2 separate regions of the Zea mays genome follow, and region 1 is linked to region 2. The links are chromatin contacts, called in public Hi-C maps. All regions are on one chromosome and are shown on one strand. The core of a region is the stretch at or near the end of the contact, and the rest is flanking DNA. Distances in the headings are between cores, read along the strand shown. Region 1 holds the start of LOC100273013. Region 2 holds the start of LOC100275540 (Dof zinc finger protein DOF3.6).

The links. A called contact is a pair of places that touch in the nucleus more often than the background predicts.
Region 1: a contact with region 2 is called in a Hi-C map of ear, with 2.8 times the contacts expected there. The contact joins the promoter of LOC100273013 here to the promoter of LOC100275540 in region 2. A contact is called at or near these places in 5 of 25 Hi-C or Micro-C datasets (bundle sheath, ear, endosperm and 1 more).

What each region holds. Positions count from the first base shown.
Region 1 is chr1:300,602,232-300,604,931 of Zm-B73-REFERENCE-NAM-5.0, reverse strand. It overlaps LOC100273013, which reads left to right and starts at 1,268. Exons shown (of 11, transcript NM_001147463.1): 1 at 1,268-1,454; 2 at 1,537-1,607; 3 at 1,704-1,761; 4 at 1,863-1,969; 5 at 2,115-2,160; 6 at 2,306-2,440; 7 at 2,536-2,625. The coding sequence starts at 1,374.
Region 2 is chr1:300,344,120-300,346,819 of Zm-B73-REFERENCE-NAM-5.0, reverse strand. It overlaps LOC100275540 (Dof zinc finger protein DOF3.6), which reads right to left and starts at 1,264. Exons shown (of 2, transcript NM_001149596.1): 1 at 707-1,264; 2 at 1-430. The coding sequence starts at 781.

The DNA of each region.
Region 1 (2,700 bases), core at 19-2,518, 260 kb before region 2:
CTGGTAGGCATATTGGGCCCAATTTTACAGCCCAACCAGTCCAGTTTACAGTTTTCCATCTACATTTTACGTTACCTATGGGAGAATAGAAGAAACACACGCCTCAAACTTTTTTGATTGCTCCTGAAAACAACCTTTTGGGGGTGATCTTTTGTCATTCTTTTGGAGATACTCTTAGAACACCACAATTACATATATATAGTTATGTTTTGTTGTGATGCTATCTAACAGCAAGACCATATTTGCTGCAAAACATATGGTATACATCACTAAAAAGTAAATTAAAAGGACATATTTGTTGCAACATACACAGTGTATAAAACACTAAGACTCCGTTTAGAATGTAAGCTTTTTGCAAAGCTAAGAGCATATTCAAGATCCTCTATATCCTTTCATGTCTGAGTGATGTGCAGCCTGCTCGTTTGGCTTTAATCTGAACCGGCTTCTACTGATTCTACAGTGCTTTGTCTTTATGGATTGCAGATGCAACAGTTCGAACAAATTTTAAGCTGAAGCCAGTGACAGATCTAAAGGGGGGTTAGGGGGGCTGCAGCCCCCCTATAGCTATGAAACTCCATTGATACAGAGGTGGAAGTTAGAGGAAAAATAAAAGAAAAGAAGAGGAAAAAATAGCCCTCACTGTATTGGAGAAAGAGGTGGAGGGTAGAGATAAAGGAAAGAGGAAGAAAAAGAAATAAAAATGAGCCCTCTAACAGTTTGTGTTGCTTCCACCAATGGTCACTATAAAACCAGCCCCTCCTTTAGCCTAATACTAGATCCGCCATTGGCTGAAGCGAACAACCTCACGAATAAAGAATTTGATGAACAAATATCCTCCAACAAATTATTCACTTATGGCTAGTTTTTGATAACATCATTTTTTCAAGAAATTTTTATTTTTCCAAAGGAAATGAGTTCAATTTTTTCTTGGGAAATGAAAATACCTTAAAAAAATGAGGTTCTCAAACTAGCCCTTACACATCTAAATATAACAATTTTCTATTTTAAACTTCTCACTAGTTAAATATGAAACGGGGCACAATATACAAAGATGCCGTTAGAATAGTAAAAATTAGAGAATATTTTTTATTAAATGGTTCTCCATGTGATAAATTAAAGAGTAGATTACTGAAGATGCTATAATATAGAAATTTAAAAAAGAAATGAAATATTTTTTAAAAAAATACGTGTTCCAAAATATATGGCCTAAAACAGAGATGAGCAACGTGCAAATGCCAAATGTGCAACCTGGCCGGCCCGGCCGTCTGCCCGTCTGCCTTCGGCGTGCAGATCTCCCCAACTCCAGGACCAGAAAACCCACGCGAAGACCAGAGCAGCGGGTGGACTCGGCACCGGCCGTCGGGACCGCGACGATGGCCGCCGCCTGGCCTCTCTCCGCCATCGCCGGCATCCTGCCGGCCTCCCTCTCGCTGACCCTCCTCCTCGCCACCCTCGTACCGCCCTCCCCTTTCCCCCCAAATCCTGCTTCCTCCTCCTCGCCGTGGCACTCACGCCATCTCTCCGTCTCGTGATCAGGTATCCATCCTGGTGCTGGGCGCAGCGGCGTTCTTCTTCGAGCACATCCGCAAGATAGGATGCATGCACTCGTAAGTCTGCTTCCGTCTTGCCGTCCCACACTCCTGGTTTCTCCCGCGATCTGCGTGTAGTGTTGACTGCTGCGATGTTCTGGATCTCGGCCGCAGGCTGGAGAGGTCCGCCGTCTCGGACGCCTTCTTCGAGGACCCCAACTCGCTCAAGAAGGTAGTGTACTGATTGCTCGTGCTGGGTTCGTCCCGGGCTGCAGCATGGGGGTGCACGCTAGGTGTTTGCTGGTTTGATTGTCTGAACTGACTGTTATATAGGTGCCCTGCCCGTCGGTTTTGGATCCTCCTGAGAAATATATTTCGTTGATAGTTCCTGCCTACAATGAGGAGTATCGACTCCCCGAGGCTCTTACAGAAACACTCAAGTAAGGCATTTGCTACTCCTGTTGCTCAAATGCTATGTTTATAGTTGAACTTTGAACTGCGCATTGCAATCTATACTGGTAATCTTTTTTAGCAGCTAGTGTTAATCGTTACATTGATCACTTTCTTGTTTTCTCTCTTTAATAGCTACTTGAAGCGGAGATCAACTGCTGACAAGTCCTTTTCATATGAGGTATGTGGTAATCTAGCATGTTATTTGCAATTTGCAATCCTGTTTGCAGTTTGCAGGGAACAGGCAAACTCTGAGCACAAAACCTTTTGTGTTTTGAAACCTATATTACCCTATCTAATTTCGGAATTTGACCGGTTGTGTCAAGGTATTGATTGTCGATGATGGTAGCACTGATGGGACCTCTAAAGTCGCTTTCAGTTTTGTAAAGAAACACAAGATTGATAATGTTAGAGTTCTTCTACTTGGAAGAAATCATGGGAAAGGTGAAGCAGTCCGAAAAGTGAGTGTTGAAATCCCTGGATATCCCTTAGGGCTTTGGATGCAAATAAAAACTAATTGGTGCTTTCCTTTTTTTTTTGTGGAAGCATCTAATAGGGAATGCTTCATTCACGTGGTGAACTATTACTCATGCTTGATGCTGATGGTGCAACTAAAGTGACCGATTTGGAAAAGCTTGAAGCTCAGGTCTATCTCCGTCATAAGCTAAATCGAACATCAAGTTTTGAAAGTTAATTTGGTTGGTATTGAATTTGTTTTTTG
Region 2 (2,700 bases), core at 15-2,514:
GGCACCCGCCGCCAACGGGGACGTTCCGGAGCGTGCCGCCGCGCGTCCAGTACCGGCGACACGTCTTGCAGAAGTGGCGCGGCTGGGAGAGCGAGTAGTTGTTGAAGTAGCAAAACTTGGTGTTGGTGGACTCGCAACGCGGGCACTTGAGCCCCGGCTCTGGCTGCGGGATCTTGGCGAGCCTAGCCCGCTCGGTCATGGAGCCCGGACGGATAGGGGAACCACCGCCAGTCGGCCCACCGCCGCCGCTCGTGCTGCCACCGCTCGCGGCGACCACAGCCGCCATGTCACGGCGAGGAGCCATGAGAGCCCCACCAGGAGCAGAAGGTGGCATCGGCGGTAGCTGATGATGGTGCGCATGCACGTCGACGCCACCGCCTCCACCTCCTCCGGCGTCACTTGGAAGCTGGCCATGGTGAGCTTGCAGTTGCTGAAGAAAGCAACGTCATTTACAAATCAAACACACAATCACACAACAATTAAAGGGAAGAAAGGCGCGCAAGGTGAAATTGATATCTCAGCGAATGAAACCAAAAGAGAGACGACTTGGTATATTCAAGCAAAGAGGAGAGATTTCACAAAAGAGCCTAGGGATATTTCCTCTCCATTCCCTCCCCACCTCTATGGTGGCCAACGAGTAGGAGAAGAAACGAAAAGCCGCGCGCACAAAAGAAGCGGAAGCGATTTGGATAGTGGAAATCTTTACCTCATGCTGTGGCTGGTGCTGATGCTGGTTCCAATTGGGTGGATCAAGGTAGACAGGAACCGAAGAAAATACCATGGTATATGATTGATTTCCCTTTGATCTTTTGCTACTTGTGAGTGAGTGAGAGCTTCTTTTCTAGCTGCTTTTGTTTGTTCTTCGCACGCTGCAGTCGTGCCGCTCTACACGTGGCTAGCTCTAGCTGCCGCTACAGCTTCGAACTGGAAGACGAAGAGGGAGGAGAGAAGGCCGGGTCTGCCACCCGGAGAGAGGAGGAGGAGAAACTAAAGGTAAGGGAAGAAAAAAGATGGGATCACGAGGAGGACGCGCGAAAGCAAGTGGAATAAAATTAAAGGGGAATGGGGGTTTGTTCATTCCCCCTTTATGTATCTATTTTTTTGTTTGCTTGGGTGTTCGTGGAGGCCTCACAATACATATATAATGGATGTGAAACATATGGGAGAGAGAAGAGCAAAGGAGAAGGGGCTTCATTCCTTAGCTTGTAAGGATGCGATGGGTGAGATTGATGGGCGGATGGGTGTAGCTAGCAGAGAGAGAGAGTGGGAGGGTGGTCATGAGCTAGGGAAGCAAGAGGGGGGCCTGGTTTTATGCATGAGGAGGGAGGCAGGGCAGCAGGAAGAGGTGGTGACGCCTGTTGTGCTACTGATCGGAAGCAAAGGCTGTCCTGTTCAGCGTGTTCTTTGCTCTCTTTTTTCCTCTCCTTCGTTCCCTGCTTGATTAGCTAGAGCTAGCACATAGATAGAGATGGAGGGGTTGAACAGTGTACATACGAAGGTAGTAAGAGGTTACCAACATGAGCCACCAACCAATACAAGTTGTCCAGTCCAGGGGGTCATTCTAGTGGTGTGTGTGCAGGTGCAACTTTATGTCCATATTGATGAAAGAGATCAATCAGTGATAAAGTCACTCTTGCTACGACTCTCTTTGGACTCTTGGCTAGCTGTTGGCTAGTGGATTGGTGGTGTAGAGAATTCATGTTCTACTCTCTCTCTCTCTAACCCGACCAAAGTTAACAATAAGCTAGTATATGCTCTCGTGTACAGATAGATGTCTTTAAGTACATAGGCGTAGATAAAGCAGTGAAGTACGTGCGTCTTAGTCTTACACATGTGTCTTTGTGCAATGTACAGATGGGCAGTAGAGGTGGCTGGCCGGGAAAAAGAGCTAGGTGGAGAGAGAGATGAGAGATTTCATCTTGTGTGTAGAGATGGCAATGGGTACCCGCGACCCGATACCCGATGGGTATTTACTCCATTAGGGTATGTATGTGGGCTAAATATTCTACCCGTGGGTTTGTTATTGGGCAAAAATCTTCACCCAACGGGTAAACGGGTATTAGAACGTTCCACCTTCACCCATACCCGTTAACCCGTGGGTATAAAATACCCAATATAAACTTATCTGAAGCATGAACTTGTATCATAGTGGTGCTATGTAGTACTATCATAGTGTTACTACTTTATCCAATTAACAACAATTTAATGTAATGGAACATGTAATGTGCTATGTAGTACTATCATAGTGTTACTACTTTATCCAATTATCTTTGGTGTGTTGAATGGTTAAATGATGCTAGAAAATTTTGTAATGGTATTTATATGGATATACTTGACATTTGTATAGTATAATATTTTGATAGTTGTTTAATTTTTGTGGGTACGGGTGACCCGATGGGTGACCCATACCCACATGGGTATGGGTATGGGGGTAAATCCATACCCGCCAGTGTATATGGGTGACCCGATGGGATTATTTTTGTGTCGTGGGTATGGGTATGTGGTACTAATACCCGGTGGGTATTTACCCATTGCCATCTCTACTTGTGTGCTCGCTCGCACAGGGAACAGTGCTCGAGAGCACAATATAGCCATTGATTCTCAAGTGCTTTGTTGGAAAAAATTTCAGTGCAAGCATGAAGCACATGGCAGGCTACTAGCTAGCTGCTCGTACATAGATCTACTACTAGACTATGGAAG